Regions from separate parts of the Mus musculus genome. Here region 1 is linked to region 2. A link is a contact called in public HiChIP or PLAC-seq data. All regions are on one chromosome and are shown on one strand. The core of a region is the stretch at or near the end of the contact, and the rest is flanking DNA. Distances in the headings are between cores, read along the strand shown. Region 1 holds the start of Resf1 (retroelement silencing factor 1). Region 2 overlaps Dennd5b (DENN/MADD domain containing 5B).

What was found. HiChIP or PLAC-seq counts read pairs in DNA pulled down with a chosen protein or histone mark.
Region 1: a contact with region 2 is called in an RNA polymerase II HiChIP or PLAC-seq map of embryonic stem cells, with 10 read pairs. The contact joins the promoter of Resf1 here to the enhancer-like site in region 2. A contact is called at or near these places in 2 of 39 promoter capture datasets (the 3T3-L1 cell line and embryonic stem cells), 2 of 115 datasets of contacts at active chromatin or transcription factors (both in embryonic stem cells) and 2 of 9 other capture datasets (liver and pancreatic islet).

The regions. Positions count from the first base shown.
Region 1 is chr6:149,306,152-149,310,740 of GRCm38.p6, forward strand. It overlaps Resf1 (retroelement silencing factor 1), which reads left to right and starts at 3,263. Exons shown (of 5, transcript NM_026054.3): 1 at 3,263-3,753; 2 at 4,171-4,226.
Region 2 is chr6:149,016,986-149,021,338 of GRCm38.p6, forward strand. Dennd5b (DENN/MADD domain containing 5B) reads right to left here. Exons shown (of 21, transcript NM_177192.3): 11 at 3,560-3,638; 12 at 2,356-2,437; 13 at 1-125. Among named protein-coding and RNA genes, the nearest start is that of Gm25539, 52 kb to the left of the region's middle. Within about 2 kb of position 1,661, at least 7 of the 459 cell types and tissues checked have an H3K27ac peak or open chromatin away from gene starts, as enhancers often do. A contact at or near this core is called in embryonic stem cells, where this site is marked.

The DNA.
Region 1 (4,589 bases), core at 2,013-4,512, 290 kb after region 2:
TGAACAAGAAGAGAAACAGCAGTGTTGGACTGAGGGGAAGGCTTTTATACTTTGGAGCATACTCAGAAAGTATATTAAGATAGAAACATTGTTTGGCGGTTAAGAAGGAGTAACAGGGGATTGGGAATTTCCAAGTCTCTGAGCTTGTGGTCAAACCAGGGGCAGGTGGTTTTTCCTTTGGCTTACTTCTTGGGCTTGGGGTCAAGTCAGGGTTAAGATGTTCTTTCCCTGTCTTTTACCCTACAGTTATATCTCTGGCTAGTGGGCTACACTGTGTTGCAGCAGCTGGTCCAAAAGAGGTATATGTGTTTAATTCATTTGGCTAACACATAATTTTGTAGAGTTGAAGAGACAAAAAGCAGCCAGCATACCACCACCACCACCCCCACCCCCCCACCCACCCCGCCTTGAAAGCCTGGGTGCTGAAAATTAATGTCCTTGAAGTGATAAGATCCATTGCCCCAAGCTATAGCAAAGACAACCAAGCAGTGGAAAAGAGACGTAACAGCTTTGGCCAGCTTGTAACAACAGGAAAGAATGCATTGGTCACTGATAACAGGGCAAGTTATTCCTTCCCAGGTCAAAGAGGTCCTTTTCCAGTTGTATGGTTTCCTCCTTGCAGTTTGACAAACATTATCAGTTTGAAGGATAACATTCCTTAACCCCTTTACCCAATTATGTAACACCAAGACTTCAAAGCCCCAGCTTTTTGATTTTCATAGCTGGACCTTGGTGGTCAGCCTCAGGATAAGTCAGACACAAGAAAGTCAATAAGGAAGTCTATCGGGGGAGTCTACTGATTTAGCAAAAAGAGAAATGGAAAGGGGCATGACTCATGCTATGTTTGGGCCTGTCAGAACCCTTCAGCATTTTCTAATTTTTTTTTTCCCCGTTTCTTTGGTTGAGATAGGGTCTCTTTGTTTAACCCTATGTAGGCCAAGATGGACTCATTCACTCACAGAGATCTATCTGCCTGTTTCTCCTTCCCAGATTCTGGGATTAAAGGTGTATGCCACTAAACCCAGCAGAGGGTGCGTTTTTCTTTCAAGTACTTTGTAGAACATTTTGCCATTTCATTTGCAGATTGATAATGAGGTCATCAACAGCTTATCTTTGTTGAAGCCTGCCCCCACTAGCTGTAGCCCTTTTTTTTCCATGCCTATCAGCGATTTCATATTGTTGCTAATAATATTCCTGCCAGTCATTAACACAAAAAAATAACTTGACTCAGAGAAAGGTCATGCTGAGCACACATCCTGTTATGTTTGTTAATCTTAAGAAATTCCACAAAACTTTAGGTAGGACCTGTTAAATCAAAGGTCAATATGGATTGTCATGTCTAAAATGGCTTGTCAGAGATGATCACCAAGCAGTGCACCTTCGTGCACCTGAGTTTGAGCTCACTGTGGTTTTTGTGGCTGACATTGAAGAATGCTACTAATAATCCAAAAAGTTATGATTATAATACTCATGTTATCTCAAATTTCACCCGTTTGTAAGACCCCCACCCTCGGTCAGTGATACTTACTTCAAGACAACTCCAACACTGAGACAGATAGATGCAAAAAGCAAGAGGTTTATTTTCTGGTGCGATGGGATCGACCTTCAATTAGTCTCTCAAGGAGAGTGACTAGAAGGTGACTCTGAACAGCTACTGCAGTTTTTATACTTTTTAAGGGCACAGGTTACATCAGAAAGGTTACAGTTCAAACTTATTGGCTAACCATATTGACCTTTAAATCTATTGGCTAGAAAGCATGGGTAGATCATGACGTGCATTTGAACTCTATCTGGGACTTTCCAGAGGGTCAGGTGACTATCAGTCAGTACATTCTGTGGTTTTTCTGAGAATTGTTTACTCAAGAAAGTTCCTGTGGGTGGAGAATGGAATTTGACTTGGTCTTGACCTCAGGTGGGAGGGAGAAGCAGAAGTGGGGAGAGGGAGTGTAAGACTGGCAAAAGCCCTTAGGGTCCTTCATGTTCACCACCCATGTACCACCCTCTGTAGAAATCATAGTTTTAGGGGTCAAAATGAACCGACCAAGTCTACAGCTGCCAAAACAAGATTAGCAGTTCTCAGAAAAATAACAGTTCTCGGAAAAAGTCTCCTGCCCCACCTCGCACTAAATTCCGAGAAAAAACACAAACTGACCTTCTTGCCAGAATTCCCTGAAACATTAGTAGCTGACCAATGAGTTTTAAAATATACTGCTGCTTTGCTGACCCATCATAATATGGCTGTCCAACCCTCCACAAAATGTATAAAGGAACTATGCTTTCTGAGCTCTGGGGTTGACCCTCCCTGCGACGTGTCAGAACAATAAACCTCTTGCCATTGCAGCGATCTGTTGTCAAGTTGTGTTTTTGGGCTTGCGCACCCAGGGTAAAGCCTCGGAGGTCTTACACCTCCATTCCTTACCTAGGACCAATCAGCTTAAAAGTTAGCTGATAATACTTTGCCTAGTAAGCCTACTGCTTCCCTTCTTGCCCATTAAATGTTTTGTTATTTTCCCTATAAAAAGCCTACCCTGAGAGCAGACTAGGAATATAATTATGTTTCTGAGTTCTTTTTGCAGTCCTGAAGGTTTATTAATAGGGTAAGTGTTCAGTAAGTTGCTTAACTGGATCACTGTTCATATACTTTTGTTAGTATATGAACATGAATCTCTGAAGAATGATATCCCAGACTCAAATACTATGCAACAGCAAACAGCATTTATTGAACAAATTCCTGCACTCAGGAGCCCAATTCCATCAGGCCAATTCACTCTTTTCAGTTTGTGTGGCGATTCCTGAACCCCAACAATATATTTCCACTGGCCCTTGACGTTTCACTCCAGAAGCCCTTGTAGAAATATAGTTTTAGCAGTCAAAATGACCAGACCAAGTCTAAAGCTGCGAAAACAAGATTAGCAGTTCTCGGAGAAATAACTATAACAAATAATAACAGTTCTCCTGTCCCGCCTCGCACTAAATTCCAAGAAAAACCACAAATTGCTCTGACCTTGCTGCCAGAATTCCCCCGCGACATTGGTAGCTGACCAATGAGTTTAAAAATATTCTGCTGATTTGCTGACCCATCATAATATGATTGTAAGGCCTGGGGGTCTTACACCCTCAGGTGATTCTCATATAAATTCTAGGTGCAAGGCTGAGCTTTTTTCTCCCCTCAGACTGTAGAAGGCACACCTGCCCGGCACTAGGACCGCGGCCCTGGTGCAAGCGCTCGGGGGCGGAGTGGGGACCCAGCTGGACCCGCCCCAACGAAGGCTGCCACCAAACCTCTGCGCGCTCTGCGCTTGGCAGAGGCCTCGTCCCTTGCTATTGGCGTGTAAGCACCCGCCGGGCGGCAGGTCTGCTTCGGATCGGGCTTTTGTTCGGCCCCCTGGGCTCGGGGCTGGGTTTTCGCCACCTCTGTCCCGGCGGAGGGGCGCCGCCCGGGTCCTCGCTGTACCGCGGGGTCGCTGCGCGCCGGGCGGGCGCGGTCTGAGGTTGTTGGCCCGAGAAGCAGGCGGGCTTGTTGCAGCTAAGCGTCCCTTCCGGTTTCGGAAGGAGAAGCAGAGCTTTGTTTTGTTTTTCGGTTTCTTTCTGTCTCGGTCTTCCGCTCCTTGGCCCCCCTGCGACCCAGCGGAATTGCCTTGCGCTCCGCCTTCGAGCGCCCAGGCCTGTGTGAGCGCCGCGGCCCGCAGCATCTTGGAATCTGTTTGCATTTGTGGTACTTAAGAGTGCCTTCCTAGAAAAATGGAAAAACAGGTAAAGTGGGTGAGCTGGCTTGCATTTCAGTAGGCCAACTACAGAACTTGCGTGGGGATTTAAATTGTCTGCTGGGTGTGTTACAGTTAAGGGGAATCTTAAGTTTGTTTCTTGTTACCATTCAGATATACTAAGGTCTTAGTTATTGCTCCACTCAGCCCCCATCAGGTTCTCTTTTATCAGTCCACTAAAATTACTAAAGAAGTATTTTTGCTTTGGTATTAAAGGGCAGTAGTGGACTTGGAGAAGCCCGCTTGAATTCTAGTGGCAGGGAATATTTTGAGAGTAGCCTAATTCAGTAGTTTTGTTTTTAGCACAATTGAAATAAATTCAGTAAACTTAGTATGGTCTCAATGACACTGTAAGGGAAATGTACTAGACCTTAACTCTTGCTTTCTTGTTTCTTGATTTTCATAGAATTAGAGGCGTGAATACCTTGTGGAAGAGATTAAAAGGTAAAATTGTATTTACAGGTAAGTTTGCCTTTTATAAAGCCTATCCTGGTTCTACTGGATGACTATTTGCATTGTACCGTGGACTAACTTATTTTAGAATAAAGAGTATCATTGAATCAACACTAGTTAAACCTACAGAACTTGCCTAGCATGTGCTTGCCTTCAATTTTTGCATTTGGGAGACCAAGTCAGACAGATCTTTGAGTTAAAGGCTAGCCTAATCTACATACCAAATTTCAGTTTAGCTAGGACTGCATAGTGAAAGACTCAAAAAACTATCACCAAACAAAACTGTCACAGATCCAATGGGACACAGTAGATTTGATGGCAAAGCTTAAGAAATAATGTTGTTGGTATGGTACTTAACAATTTTATTTTTTG
Region 2 (4,353 bases), core at 411-2,910:
TCAGTGGCTGGTTAGAGAGCAGCTGCTTGAGGTGCTGCGACAAGAGCTTCTTTTCCAGGGACAACCTTATCCACGCCCGCGCCCGTCCAACGTCAGTCTTGATCTCAGTCATGTTCTGAATATGCCTAAAAAAATCACAGCCAACAAGCAAGACATTGTTTTTGCATTTAAATAATCTTGTTTTTATACAACTTATATGAAATACTTTTTCTTAAAACAATGCATCCACTTCAAATAAATCATAGTTAAAATAAAAACTCAAGATGACACGAGTCCCATGTGTCTTATGTCTTTCTGTTGCATGGATGACAAGCAGCATCCAGTTACATTGATGGGTGAAAGACCCAAAATAATTATACAATTTTAACATTTTCCCATTTTTAAACTGTCCTTAAAGAAAGTCATATGTAGAGAACTACACTATCTTTACAGTAGTCTAGGAGAGCAATCATGCCATCTGAGATAGACTCATGTTTTACAAAAAAAAAAAAAAAAAATCTGTTAATTACTGAAATTAGCAAGGATTTGCTTAACTTGCTCCATAGTCCCACATGACCCAGAAACAAGAATACACATGGACATACACAAACATGCATACACGAACATGAGTATACACATGAACACACATGCACACACACGTGCACACATACAAATTATACCAACAAAGTATAACTTTAAGAGAACTCAGTGACTTTTTGTTTGTTTTGAGACATGTTTAGCTCTGGCTCTTTTGAACATCATTATGTAGACTAGGCTGGTCATAATAAACTCAGAGATCTGCTTGCTTCTGCCTCCAAGAGTTGGGATTAAAGACATGTGTCACCATAAAAGGTACAAAAAGTCAGAAGTGTTACAATTATTTTCTAAATCACATATTTTTCAAGGCAGGGCTTCTCTGTGTTCTGGAATTTGCTCTGTAGACTAGGCTGGCCTTAAACTTGAGAGATCTACCTGCCCCTGCCTTCTAAGTGCTGGAACTAAAGGCATGGCCCTCCACTGCTGGTAGAAAATGCTAAATTTTAATACTTGTATTTTTTTAAGCTACAATTTGCCAGGCAGTGGTGGCTTGAGGCAGAAACAGGACAATCTTTTGAGCTCTGAGGCTAACTTGGTTTACAGAGTGAGTTCCAGGACAGACAGGGCTACACAGAGAAGCCCTTTCTTGAAAAACAAACAAACAAACAAACAATCATACATACATACAAAAATCTGTATCTTTCTGAGACCAATTTTCTGCTAAGTATCTGTTGCTATTTACAGGGTTTTTTGGTCTATATATGTATAGATAACAGGCATTTTAGAGACTTTTCAAAAATCCAAACAGGAGACATTGTAGTTTAGAAAACTCTTCTGCTCCACCTTCCCTTTTTATTTAATGTCAGAAAGAACAAAACAAAACAGCACAACAGTAAAACAGTAAGACTGGGGCTGGAGAGACTGGGGCTGGAGAGGTGGCTCCCTGGCTAAGGGTGTTTGCTGCTTTTGCAGAAGACTCAGTTGGTTCTCAGTGCCTACTAACAAGAGCTAACTACTAAGTCAGCTAACAACCATCTCTAGTTCTGGTTCTAGGAGATCCAGCTTCTGCGTCGTCTGAACTCTAGGGGTCACCAGGCGTGCATATGGTTTTGTTGCAGGATTTTCCTTGTCCAATTACATTAGGGCAGCAGGAGGCCTGTGATTGGACAGGGAAAAGGGAGGCGGAGCTAAGAGTTGCAGGGAAAGAGAGCATGGGGTGGGGGTGAGAGAAAGAGAGAGAAGGAAGGAAAAATGGAGGCAGATGTGAACCAGCGTGCCTTTAACCAGCCATAGGTAGTTATGAATATTAGAATATTTGGGATAAAGCTTTTATCGTTATCAATTGGTTCTGAAATTATTGTATTGGCATCTTGTAAACTGAGAATTTATTGATACATAAATCTGATTGGTTAATTATAAGGCTCAAGAATTTTGCTTTACTTGGTTACTGGAATGTGGTACCACCAAAAGTAGAGAGAACTAGTAGCTCCAGGGACAAGCGAGCCAGACGCTATGGGGGCTGGCTGGAGAGACGCTATGGGGGCTGGCTGGAGAGACGCTATGGGGGCTGGCTGGAGAGAGCTGCTCCCGGAGAGTTGGCGGGTTGAGAGAAGCAGGAGCAGGAGAGTTGGCGGGTTCATTTTTAATATTTCCCGCAACATGGTTTATGTATGTGTCCTTCCACAGGTCAACACTAATACTCATAAGATAAATATAAAATAAATAAATAAAAATATTATATTATGATGATACTTTCTTCAGAATATATAATCAAAAGGTATAGTTATTACTTGAGCAATATAGGTGAAAGCTACATTTATTACCATGTGTAACAAATACCTCATGTCTTGAATAAGAGAGACTCTGAGTGTTGGTAACATAACTCCTGAGTCAGATTTTCTTCTTTCTGGTCCAAGGGCAACTATGTAGAAAAATATTAGCAAAGTATTAGGACAATAACAGTAAGAATTTATACTTTAGTTGTTTTTTTTTTTCAAGACAGAATCCTTTTGTGTAACTCTGGCTGGCCTTGAACTCACATAGATCCACATGCTTCTGCCTCCCAAGTGCTGGTTCTGATGGGGTATAGCACCATGAGATTATAATATAAATACATCATGTCAGCCTTCCCTTTCCTCACTCTAAACCCTCCCATGTGCCTTCCACTCCCCACAATTTTGCTCTTTCAGAATCATGGACTCTTTTTTTTCATTAGATGTGTGTGTATTTTAAGATTTTATTTATTATTATATCTAAGTACACTGTAGCTATCTTCAGACACACCAGAAGAGGGCATTGGATCTCATTAAGGATGGTTGTGAGCCACTATGTGGTTGCTGGGATTTGAACTCATGACCTTCGGAAGAGCAGTCATTGCTTTTAACTGCTGAACCATCTCTTCAGTCCGTATATGTATTTCTAAATACATAAATACAACCTACTCAGTCTGTATGATGTTACTTGTTTGTGTATGTTTTCAGGGCTGACCATTTAGTATTGATACTTTATTAACACAGTAAACTAGCTGTGGCCACAGTTGGAAACAAGCTATGTGAAAGAATATGACTCTTAAAGAGTCTTGGAGATAAACACACATTTTTTTCCTGGAATTTAATTTAACAACACAATAGCATAATTGATCCTGACAAAATAAAAAAAGAAAGGTTATTGAGATAGAGCAGTGGATAAAGGTACCTGCCACCAAACCCAACAACCAAATTAAATTTCCAGGTCTCATGTGGTGGAAGAAGAGAATCGACTCCTCCAAGTTGTCACCTGACCTCCACATACAAATGCCCACATAAAAAATAATCAAATGAAGTGTAACAAGAGACATTAAGGTTATTAACGGCGGTCACGGAACTTTTCTTTAATAAATCAGTATCTACCATATCATACTCAAACACACCTTCACAATTGTTTTTTTCCTTTTATATCAACATGATCATTTGGAATTGGTACTATTTTCTCTGTCTTATAATGAGGAAGTAGAGCTCTAATTGATGAGACTTGAAGCAATCTACCTTATCCAACACCTTCTTACCTGGCGAGTCTGTGAGGTGCTCTTGTTTCTCTTCTCTATCCTGAAACTGGAGCAAATGTGACCACAAGGCAGACTTCCCCTGAAAGGATAACATTTTCACTTTTTAAAAGGCTCTCTTGAGTGAAGGTAGTATAATTTGGACTCCAAACTTAAATGATTTCAGGTTCTTTGACTACAAATTCTTAAAATAGTCTTACTTTATCCAGGAACTAAACCAAGTCAGCTTTGTGTCTCCACTGCTAAGTAGATTGCTTCCTGATCTTCCCTCTGTGGTCGAATCCTGCATGAAGTCTGCTTGTGAACCAGTTATCTTCAGGAGACCCTGGATTTTGTCTTCTCTCTTCACATATTTAAACATAATTCCCTAGTTTGTGTAAGCTCACAGCTCCTCTCTAACCCCCTTCCATGCCAACTGCTGAACCCACTCATATATTTATCCCTCTTTGTTTTGTTTTTTTCCTGGATCCTGAAGACTTCCATACTTTCAAGATTACGTGATAAAACGGGCGTGGGTGGCGCACGCCTTTAATCCCAGCACTCAGGAGGCAGAGGCAGGCGGATTTCTGAGTTTGAGGCCAACCTGGTCTACAAAGTGAGTTCCAGGAGAGCCAAAGCTATAAAGAGAAACCCTGTCTTGAAAAACCAAAAAAAAAAAAAAAAAAGAAACAATTCATCAAAAGATAATTTCTCATTTTATAGTAATACTGCAATACTGAGCCACATCCTCAATCTTGTGTACCATTTTGAGCATCTCATTTTGGGTATTATAAAAGTCTTTCTTTACTTTTCTGGGA